2 separate regions of the Mus musculus genome follow, and region 2 is linked to region 1. Evidence: chromatin contacts called from public HiChIP or PLAC-seq data. All regions are on one chromosome and are shown on one strand. The core of a region is the stretch at or near the end of the contact, and the rest is flanking DNA. Distances in the headings are between cores, read along the strand shown. Region 1 holds the start of Selenoi (selenoprotein I). Region 2 holds the start of Fam166c (family with sequence similarity 166, member C).

Region 1 (4,574 bases), core at 673-3,172:
GACCACACAGATTTTTCTTTCCCTTTGGATGCCTCTGTTTCATTCTTTTAAAATGAATGTGGTATGGCATCCAGCAGAGAGCCTTCTACTAGAATTTAAGGTTATACATTTGTGATTGATTTTGGATCCCGCCTCCAAAAAAAGCCTCACTGTAACTAGAATAACATCAACATTTTAGTGACTGCTGGGACGATTGCAAAACTGACCTTTGTTTTCCAGAACGATAGGAAACCGGTTGTCAAACACAGGAGCTGAGTCAGATAAGGAAGGGACAGCCACAGAAAACCACACCGAGATGTCCGATAAAATAAGACTTTTATCTAGCTGGGACTATAAACCTAGAGAAGACGGTGAGGAAAACTAGGCTCACTGAATAAAGCTGCCACTTTATAAAAACTTGCTCTAAAAGTCAAGACTCATTTTCGAAGAAAATATTTTGGCTGCCAATCTTTGCAGTGCAGCACAGATAACCAAGAGGGTGATGCAAACACACACAGGAGGTATCTGGGTTAACAGCCTTCTGACCCAAGCCACTAAGAAAGCTCTGCAATTTCTTCCTTCCCAGTTACAGTTTTAAGGTAAGTCACCACCTTAATTCAGAATAGTATGGTCCAACACTGCTTCAAAGAAGAATATCCTAGGGCCTTCTAAAGCCCCTGGGTTTTTTTTTTTCTATTTCAGTTAAACAAAATGAAGATTTTTCCCCCCAAAATATTAATTCATTGCACAAATGTTTCCTGGATGACTACTACCCACAGGACTAGCCTCATCATTTGGACATTCTATTCGGCACACACTAATTTCATAAAGGAACAGATTGCCCTCAAGAAAGGCTTACCAAAGATGAAACACCAAACCTCATTATTTCACATTAAGACACCTGGATGGCCAGTAGTTCCCTGGGGGGACTACTAAATCTGTATTTTGCAACCCCAGAATGCTGGAACCACCAGCATTTCTTGGGGGTTCATGCCGTGCCAGACTCTTTTCAACCCTTTCCAATATACTAAGCACAAGAGAAACTCACACTTAGGCTAAAGAGCCTAAAAGAGAGGCTGAGTAGGGTTTCAACGACTCGTCCAAAGCCAAAAGAAGAAACTTGACTTTGGCATCGCGTTTCTATGTACTCCAAAGCCCGCGCGCTCTTTGCACTATACAGTTTCTTCTAGTGCACAACGTCTTAACCTGCAGTGCCAGCGCTACGAGCCTCAGTGAAAGCCCTTTTCCAGGGGTAGGGTGGAGTGCATCTGCATTAAGGCCTGAAAAAGTCACTTCCCTCCCTTAGCATCCGCTAAAAGACCATCCAGATCTCTGAAGTTGTAAGCACTGAGAGGCATGTGAGAAGCTCATTCAAACGACGACCAAAAGAAGGGAACAACACCCTCTCTGGGAAAGGCTGAAAACCCGCCGCAGTGACAATTAATAAGGAAAAGGAGAGAAAGGAATTTCTTCACCCCACTCTCTAAGGAAAAGGCAGTCTCCCGCGGGGTGCCAAGACCGGGCGGCCGGCCTAGGATGCTCCCAAGCTTCCCGACCGCGACCTCCCGCCCCCAGAATCCCCTTCAACAACGCCCGCCGGCGCGCCACGCGGCAGGCGCAAGGTGACACGGACCGCGCCGGCCCCTCGCCGGCCAGGGCGCGGCCCGGGCGCGGGGGAGATGGGCGACCGCCTGCTCGCCTTCTCTACCTTGTACTTGTCAAAGCCCGACAGCTGCTCTGGGCTCACGTATTCGTAGCCAGCCATGACGACCCGAAAACTGAACGCCCACTCCGCAGCGGCAGCGACACTGCGCGACAGGGCAATGAAACAGGAGCAGCACACGGCGTTGTGCAGAGCTAGGAAAGCCTGGGCTGGTAAAGAAGGTAGAGGCGCGCTCCGCCCACCGCGCACGCGTAGCGCACCCAGTGCGCAAGCGCAGCCCCGCGGCTCCCGCGGGTAGGGACACCGCCCCTTACACGGCCCGCCCCCAGCACCGCCTCAATCCAATCGGCACGGGATGGCCATCGCCAAGTCCCGCCCCTCCTACCGTCTTCGTCGCTTCATTTGCCAGAGTCAAAATAGGTGAACTGAAGTAAGAGGAGGAGTGAAAGGTCAACTTCCCAGCAGCCTTTGCTCTTGTCTCTGCTATAGGAACCCCGAGTGATTGTGTGGGATGCTCGCATAATCTTGTGGCCCGGGTGAGTGTGTACGGGGGCGTTCGAGGGGAAGGGCGGAGGCAGGTGTGTGCCACAGCGGGCTGTGAGCGCCTGGAGCTTCGGGATCCTGAAATGATGATGTCGGGCGAACGGGAAACATCGAGTAATCCAAAGGGACTTGAAAATCAGTCCCTTCTGATCCATGATGCTTGTGAACCTTGGACTGCCTCGTCAAATTCCACTGGTTCAGCCGGTGCGAATTCCAATTGCTTAAGTCTCCTCGATTCCCCCATAAAACCATTGATCTCTCAATCTCGACGGGGCCCTGTGTTTACAAGGAGTGATTTTACAACTAGGGCCCAGTGCATTGTAGAAAGAACACGTCACCAGTGGTTAATATGTGTCTAATAATAGGAAATGTTTAATAATTGCTACTTTTTATTGCGTGCCTTACGTGCAGAGAATTTTGCATACATCATCGCCAACCCATTAACTTTGAGATGAGAGGCATTTGCCCCATTTCCCTTAGCACACAGTCCGGAGTTGTGTATTCTCCAGTACCAGCAAGAAATTCAAATTACAATGCCTATCCAGAAGCACTTATTTGGTTGGAAATGGTTAGCCCAATTAGAAATATAGCCCTATTAGAAACAGATTATCAGTGAGTCTAATAGTTCCCTTGTTCCCTGGAATGAGGGCAATTAATTTGAAATCTCCACTTAAGTTCCTTGGAGTCATTCACTTAACAAATTGCTGTCAGGACCTAAGATATGCTAAGCACAGTTTCCGGCTTTTTTGAGACAGGATCCCATACCAGCTCCTAGCTAGCCTGGAACTCACTATTCAGCCCAGACTAACCTCAGATTCATGACAATATTATCAATATCAAGTGTGAGCCACCACACCCACCTCTAAAATGTACAGTTCTTAATGAGATGATGCATATAAAGTGTCCATTAAACCAACATAAAATCTTTGCTATGTAGTTTTTCTAGTCAATATAAATATGACAAAAAGAATCTTGTCATCAATTTTTTTTTAATATGAGCCTTGCACCATTCCATCTGAAATACAAACCATACTTAAAATACTTTAACTACTTGTGGAAAAACATTTAAAAGTGACAGGATAGGGCTGGAGAGATGGCTCAGCCGTTAAGAGTAATGACTGCTCTTCTGGAGATCCTGAGTTCAACTCCCAGAGGTGGCTCACACCCATCTGTAGCTCCAGTTCCAGCGAATCTGATGCCCTCCTGTGGCCTTCAAGGACACTGCATGCACAGGATGCAGGCAAACACACACCCATACGTGTAAAATAAAAAGTAATTTTTTAAAAACTTACACAACTGCAAACTAATAACAGTACATGAGCTACACATTTATTATCCACTTTACATCGGCTCACAACCCCCCTCCCTCCTCTCTTCCCAGTCCCACCCACCCTTACCAGTCCCTTCCCCATTACCACCCTACCAGAGCTGAGTGTGGCTGTGGACCCCTACAATCCCAGCTTTCTGGAGAGCTGAGGTGTAAGAAGAATCACTGTAGCCAATGTTGACTTAAACTCATGATCCTCCTGCCCCAAAGGCAATCTAGGAAATATTTTTTTAAAGAACAATTTTGAATGTTTTAAAGGACTCTTGTTACCTTTAATTATGTGTGTGAGTATGTGCACGTAAGTATAGGTGCCTGAGGAGACCGGGGCCATCTCGTGTCCCTGGAGCTGGAGTTAGAGGCGGTTGTGAGCTTCAGGACGTGGGTGCTCAGGAGGAACCCTGGTCCTCTCTGCATAGCAGTCAGCACTCTTAACTACTGAGCCATCTCTCCAGCCCCACAGCTTTAAATTTTGTGACAGCGAGTAGTTGCGGTTCACTGCCTCTCCTGTGTGGATGGTTGTTAAAACTTAGAATCAATTATAAATCCTGAGATCTTAAACAGAAATAATACAGAACTTTGTCTGGCCTTTGTCATCTTATACTTGTTATCTGAGGGATCTTCAACAATTCAATTTCACTTTGCCCCAGTTTTTTTTTTTAATTAATAACATGTATTTGTGGGGGAGAGTGAGCATGGATGGATCAGAAGACAGTTTTCCACAGTTGATTTTCTCCTCCCAACTTGTGAGTTGTGGGGAATCTAACTTATGTTATCAGGCTTGGCACCAAAGTGCCTTTACCCTTTAAGCCATCTTGCCAGACCTTAAGGTCTCTTGTGGGAAGCCGCCCCCACATTCGCCGTTACAAGATGGCGCTGACAGCTGTGTTCTAAGTGGTAAACAAATAATCTGCGCATGTGCCAAGGGTAGTTCTCCACCCCATGTGCTCTGCCTTCCCCGTGACGACAACTCGGCCATGGGCTGCAGCCAATCAGGGAGTGATACGTCCTAGGCGAAGGATAACTCTCCTTAAGAGGGACGGGGTTTCGTTTTTGCTTTTGGGG
Region 2 (4,574 bases), core at 1,539-4,038, 230 kb before region 1:
TTAACCTGCACGCCATTGTCTTCTTTTACTAGACAGCTAAGTAGAGCTTATCAAAGGTAAAGAAAGAAATGACAAGACCAGAACTCACACCCAAGCAGGTTGGCTCCGGTGGCTATCTCTCTGCCCCCACCCTGCTGAGTAAGGGGGACCTGTGCTGCGCTCCACCAGGGCTCAGCGTAGATAGTGGGGTAAAGCAGACTAAAGCCAAAAGATCTTGTGGGTGGCCCTGGGCAAGATGCTCGGTCCTCCTCTTGGTTGCTATGAAGCCTTTTTTATTTATTATATTTTAGGGGGCAATGCTGTGTGTTCCCGTGGCTTGTGTGTGGAGGTCAGAGGACATCTTTCTGGAGTGGGTTCTCTTCTCCTTCCATCATGTCCACCTCAGGTATTGAACTCAGACCGTCAGGTTTCCCTACCCACTGAGCCTATGGAAGCCTTTCTACAGAGGGGCTCATAATGGACGTAGCACAGGGAGGGCCTGGCACAGGCTTGGCGGGGAGGGTCATGGTGTTACTGCTCGGCACCCAAGACCTGGCTGCAGCCCAGCTCTTTACAGTCACCAGCAGGAGATCACACAAAGACCCCGTGACCGCCGTGCCCTCGTCTGAAACAGCGGGGAGGTGGGCAGTGAGATCTGTGTGGTCCCAAGCAACCCAAACACTCCCTGCCTGTAGATAAATCCACAAAGGGGATGATTGGAGTGTCAGAAGAGACTGGCTGTTCTTTCACATCTGTGATTAATGTTTGAGAAAGAACAGAAAAAAATAATAATTATCCAAGTCAGGTAGGGAATCCTGGAGTCTTTCATTAAGTAAACGGGATTGCCACTGAGGTAGTAGAAACACCAGATGTCCTGGTTCATTCCTGGCTGAGGGGGACCTTTGAGGAAAACATATCTCTCACAGAAAGGTCTTGACGGAGAGTAGCAGACATGGCTCAGCGCTCTGCCTAGCGGAAGCCAGGCTTGAAGCCCCCTTTATGGCCGGCCATTGTCTTTACTATCTCTAAAGGAATCATAGGATAGAATGCGGCACTCAAGGGAACCAAAGACAAACATTTAGAGAGGCACCGTGGGGGTTTTCCTAAAACTGCAGCCTCCAAAGCTTCTAGTGTGACGGAATCATGGGATAGGGCTGCTGGCACGCCAGGGCTTGCCCTGCAGGCAGCAAAGAATCAACGGGTTTGGCACAAGCAGCTCTTCCAATAAAAGCCTGTGGAGCAGTGAGTCTCAGCCTTCCTGACGCTGCATCCCTATAATGTGGTTCCTCATGCTGTGGTGACCCCCAACCGTAACATTATTTTGTTGCTATTTTCTAACTATAATCTTGCTACTGTTATGAATCATAATGAATGCATATCTGATACGCAGTGTGTGTGACACGTGACCCCTGTGAAAGGCTCGTTTGATGCCCTCAAAGAGATTGAGAGCTACAAGTTGGGACCCACTGCTGTGGAGGAGTAAAAGAAATAAAAGAGCAATGTCTGATGTCACAGCTCATGACAGACAGCTAGAGTGTGGAAAACCCACTGCTGGCCTTGGCCTCAAAGATGAGTTTGAACTAAATCTTAAGTATTTACATGAGTAAGGGGGACCTGTGCTGTGCTCCACCAGGGCTCAGCGTAGATAGTGGGGACTTATAGACTTCTATAAGTCTGGTGCCATATAGACTTCTAATGCCAGCACTTGGGAGGCCGAGGCAGGGGCATCAAAAGTTCAAGGACAGCCTAGCCCATAGCCTGAGCTCAAGGTCAGCCCAGGTAACTTCCTGAGACTCTCTGTCTCAAAATGTAAAGAAAATCTAAATAGAAGGCTGGGATCCCTCTGGGGTCATCCACCCCCTTTTGTCTTTGTTCCTTTGGGGTGCCTATAACACCTGGCACATGCCCCATGAACACTCAATGTCTTTTCCAAGTGAAGAAGCAGTGGGTAGCCAAGCCTCACGGCCAGCTGATCCAACATGCCTGGCTGGCTTTGGGGAAACTCTATGCTTTGTAAACCACCTTTGTCTGATGGGTCCCATCCACCACCGACATGCCAGATTGGAACTAGAGCCCCAGACTCTGGGGGCAGATACTTCCACACGTACTGTTTCTGAAAATGATGGTAACAGAGAGCCCCTCGGTGCCCTGCTTCTTCCGCGGGAAAACACATCGAATTTTATGTAAAATGCACTGTGTTCTGTCGACGCTGGTGGTTTTTTCATCCCGTAGCCTGCTCAGTTTGCAGAAAAAAGTATGTATAAAAATCAGGTGGCTAGTGTACTCTACCAACTGTCACATACGGCCCTGCCAGATTCTGCTAGGCATGCCCACCCGGCGTCAATCCCTCCTTCCTGGAAAGCCGGGCACTCCCAGCTCCTTCTCACATTCTTTGTGAACCAGGCTGCTTGCTCCAAGCACACACATTTTCACGGTCTCTCTCTCCCTCAGTCTGGCCCCATCCATAGCAAGTGGGCTAAGTAAGTCTCAGACATCCACTTCTTCAGCCCCACCACCTGCCAGTCTGTTGTTACAGCAGAAAGACCATGAAAGCCAAGAAGGAAACACTGGCCAGTGGGGTTTCTTGGAGCCCCCAGATCCAGAGGGCGGAGCCTCGGCGTCCCGCAGGTGTGTGCAGAAGGGAGGAGGGGGAGAGCTCTGACCCGCAAGTTCAGGTGTGTCAGGGTGCCTAGCAGCTTACCCGGGCATGAGAGCTGGGGGCACGAAGGCGGCATTAAATTCGGTCATTAGTGTGCCCGCGCTACGGAAGGCCATGGTGGGTGCTGCGAGCCCCGGCGCGGTGGCTCGGCTCAGCCCTGCGGTAAACAGCCAGCTGGTCACCCGGCAACCACATGCCTGGCAACCCGAGTTCGTTCTGGGACAGTGAGTCCTCTTTGCTGTGCGCTCCCTAGACCTTCTCTGTCTATCAACCCGGAGAAGACGCCGCCCCATCCTCACAAGGTTACTGTGTGGCTCCCCCAAGGGTCCCTGGCATCCAGTTTAGGTGTTCATATCTACTGGAGATATGGTGTGGAGATAAAAAAGCTGGATCGATCCTGAAGAGGCTATCATTTGATCCCATTTGGATCACGAGGGTTCCCTCCACCCACGGAACTCGGGGAAGTGGCTCTATGGCTGACCTCACTTCATGTGTGGGTTCCCACCCCTGTCATTTCAATGTTCACTAATTTTCTCATTAGTTTCTCCTTTCTCCCCTTGAACTTCCTTCTTCCCACATTTCTCAAATAGGGTGACTCTGGCCTGTAATCCCATCATCAGAGGCTGAGGCAGGAGGATTGCTAGTTTGAGGACAGCCTGGGCGACTTGATGAGACACTTTCTGGGGCAGAGGAGGGACAGGAGGAGAAGGGAGGAGTGCCTGTTACAGTTTGAGTCTGTATATCCCTCACACACTCACATTTTGAGCCTTGTTCCCTGGTGGGTGTTACCTTTAAGACACAGAATCTTATAGGGGAGAGCCCTGGCTGGTCTAGCGGGTTACTAGGGGCCACCCTTGGAAAGTTAGTTCTTGGTTCTGGCTTTGCAGTTTTCTGGTCATTGAGATGCGAAAGGAGCTGTTTTCCATGCCTCCCCACAAGGATGGGTTGAAACCATTGTCTTAAATAAAGTTTGGTTCCCTTAAGTTGCTTACTGCACTATTTTGTCGGGGTAGAAGTAACTGGGACAGTCTATGGTTTATATTTGCCTCAGGTACCGTAGTTCATTCTGCCCAGAGATCTGTAGTGTGAGGTTTCCCTTCAGCCATCAAAGCCCTGAAGTCCACTTGAGGTTTGCTTTACATAAACTGTCTCCTCCATGAGCTAGGCAAATCTAGGTCCTGTCAAGCAGCCAGCCGATATTAACCATCATGTGGTGGGTCTCTTCCCCTCAGCTATTCCTCGGGTAGAGGCATCACCCGCACAGCTGGAACCTGTAAATGGCAGCCGATGAAGACCACAGTCACTAATGAACTCACAGGATGCCATCACAATCAGAACTCTCCAGAGATGTCCTCTAACAGATGCCAGCGATTCTAGGCTGTAGGGAGCATATGTTTGTAAGAGGTGCTTGCGCGCGCGCGCGCGCACACACACACACACACACACACACACACACACACACAATCAGAATGGCTGAAGCTTAGTGTGGCCAAGAAGCCACAGGTGTGGGCGTAGTGACAAATCAGTGAAGGAAATGTGCAGTCATATCTACTGTTTCCCAAGTTGCCTCAGGGCACATTTGCTTCACTAAGAAAAATATTAGGCAAAGTTGTGTTTAAAAGGTGACCATGGCTCTAATGTGACATACTCCAGGAAGGCTTTGAATGACCCCACTCCACTAGGTGAAGCCCTCACTTCCTCTCCATTCTCGGCCTCCCAGTCGGTCCAGTTTGCAGACCGCCTTCTGTGCACTCTGGACCACAAGCCCTCTGCCTATTCTGGGTGGACTCTGCATTGGCACCTGGTGTAGCTGGTAGAGTCATGCTATGCTAACTGGAATTGCTGTCGTCTTTGAGACGGAGAAACTGGGATTTGACAAAGCTTTTAGGGCTGCTCCGTAGGACTTCCCTTCAGCATGTGCAGGGCTGTAAGAGGC

Evidence for each region. HiChIP or PLAC-seq counts read pairs in DNA pulled down with a chosen protein or histone mark.
Region 2: a contact with region 1 is called in an H3K27ac HiChIP or PLAC-seq map of extraembryonic endoderm stem cells. The contact joins the promoter of Fam166c here to the promoter of Selenoi in region 1. A contact is called at or near these places in 5 of 39 promoter capture datasets (the C10 cell line, the HPC-7 cell line, neutrophils and 2 more), 6 of 484 Hi-C or Micro-C datasets (3T3-L1-derived adipocytes, the C2C12 cell line, the CH12 cell line and 3 more), 6 of 115 datasets of contacts at active chromatin or transcription factors (the 230-238 cell line, bone marrow-derived macrophages, extraembryonic endoderm stem cells and 1 more) and 1 of 9 other capture datasets (adipose tissue).

What each region holds. Positions count from the first base shown.
Region 1 is chr5:30,229,929-30,234,502 of GRCm38.p6, reverse strand. Selenoi (selenoprotein I) reads right to left here and starts at 1,922. Exons shown (of 10, transcript NM_027652.3): 1 at 1,688-1,922. The coding sequence starts at 1,744.
Region 2 is chr5:30,464,291-30,468,864 of GRCm38.p6, reverse strand. It overlaps Fam166c (family with sequence similarity 166, member C), which reads right to left and starts at 2,788. Exons shown (of 4, transcript NM_029285.1): 1 at 2,681-2,788. The coding sequence starts at 2,754.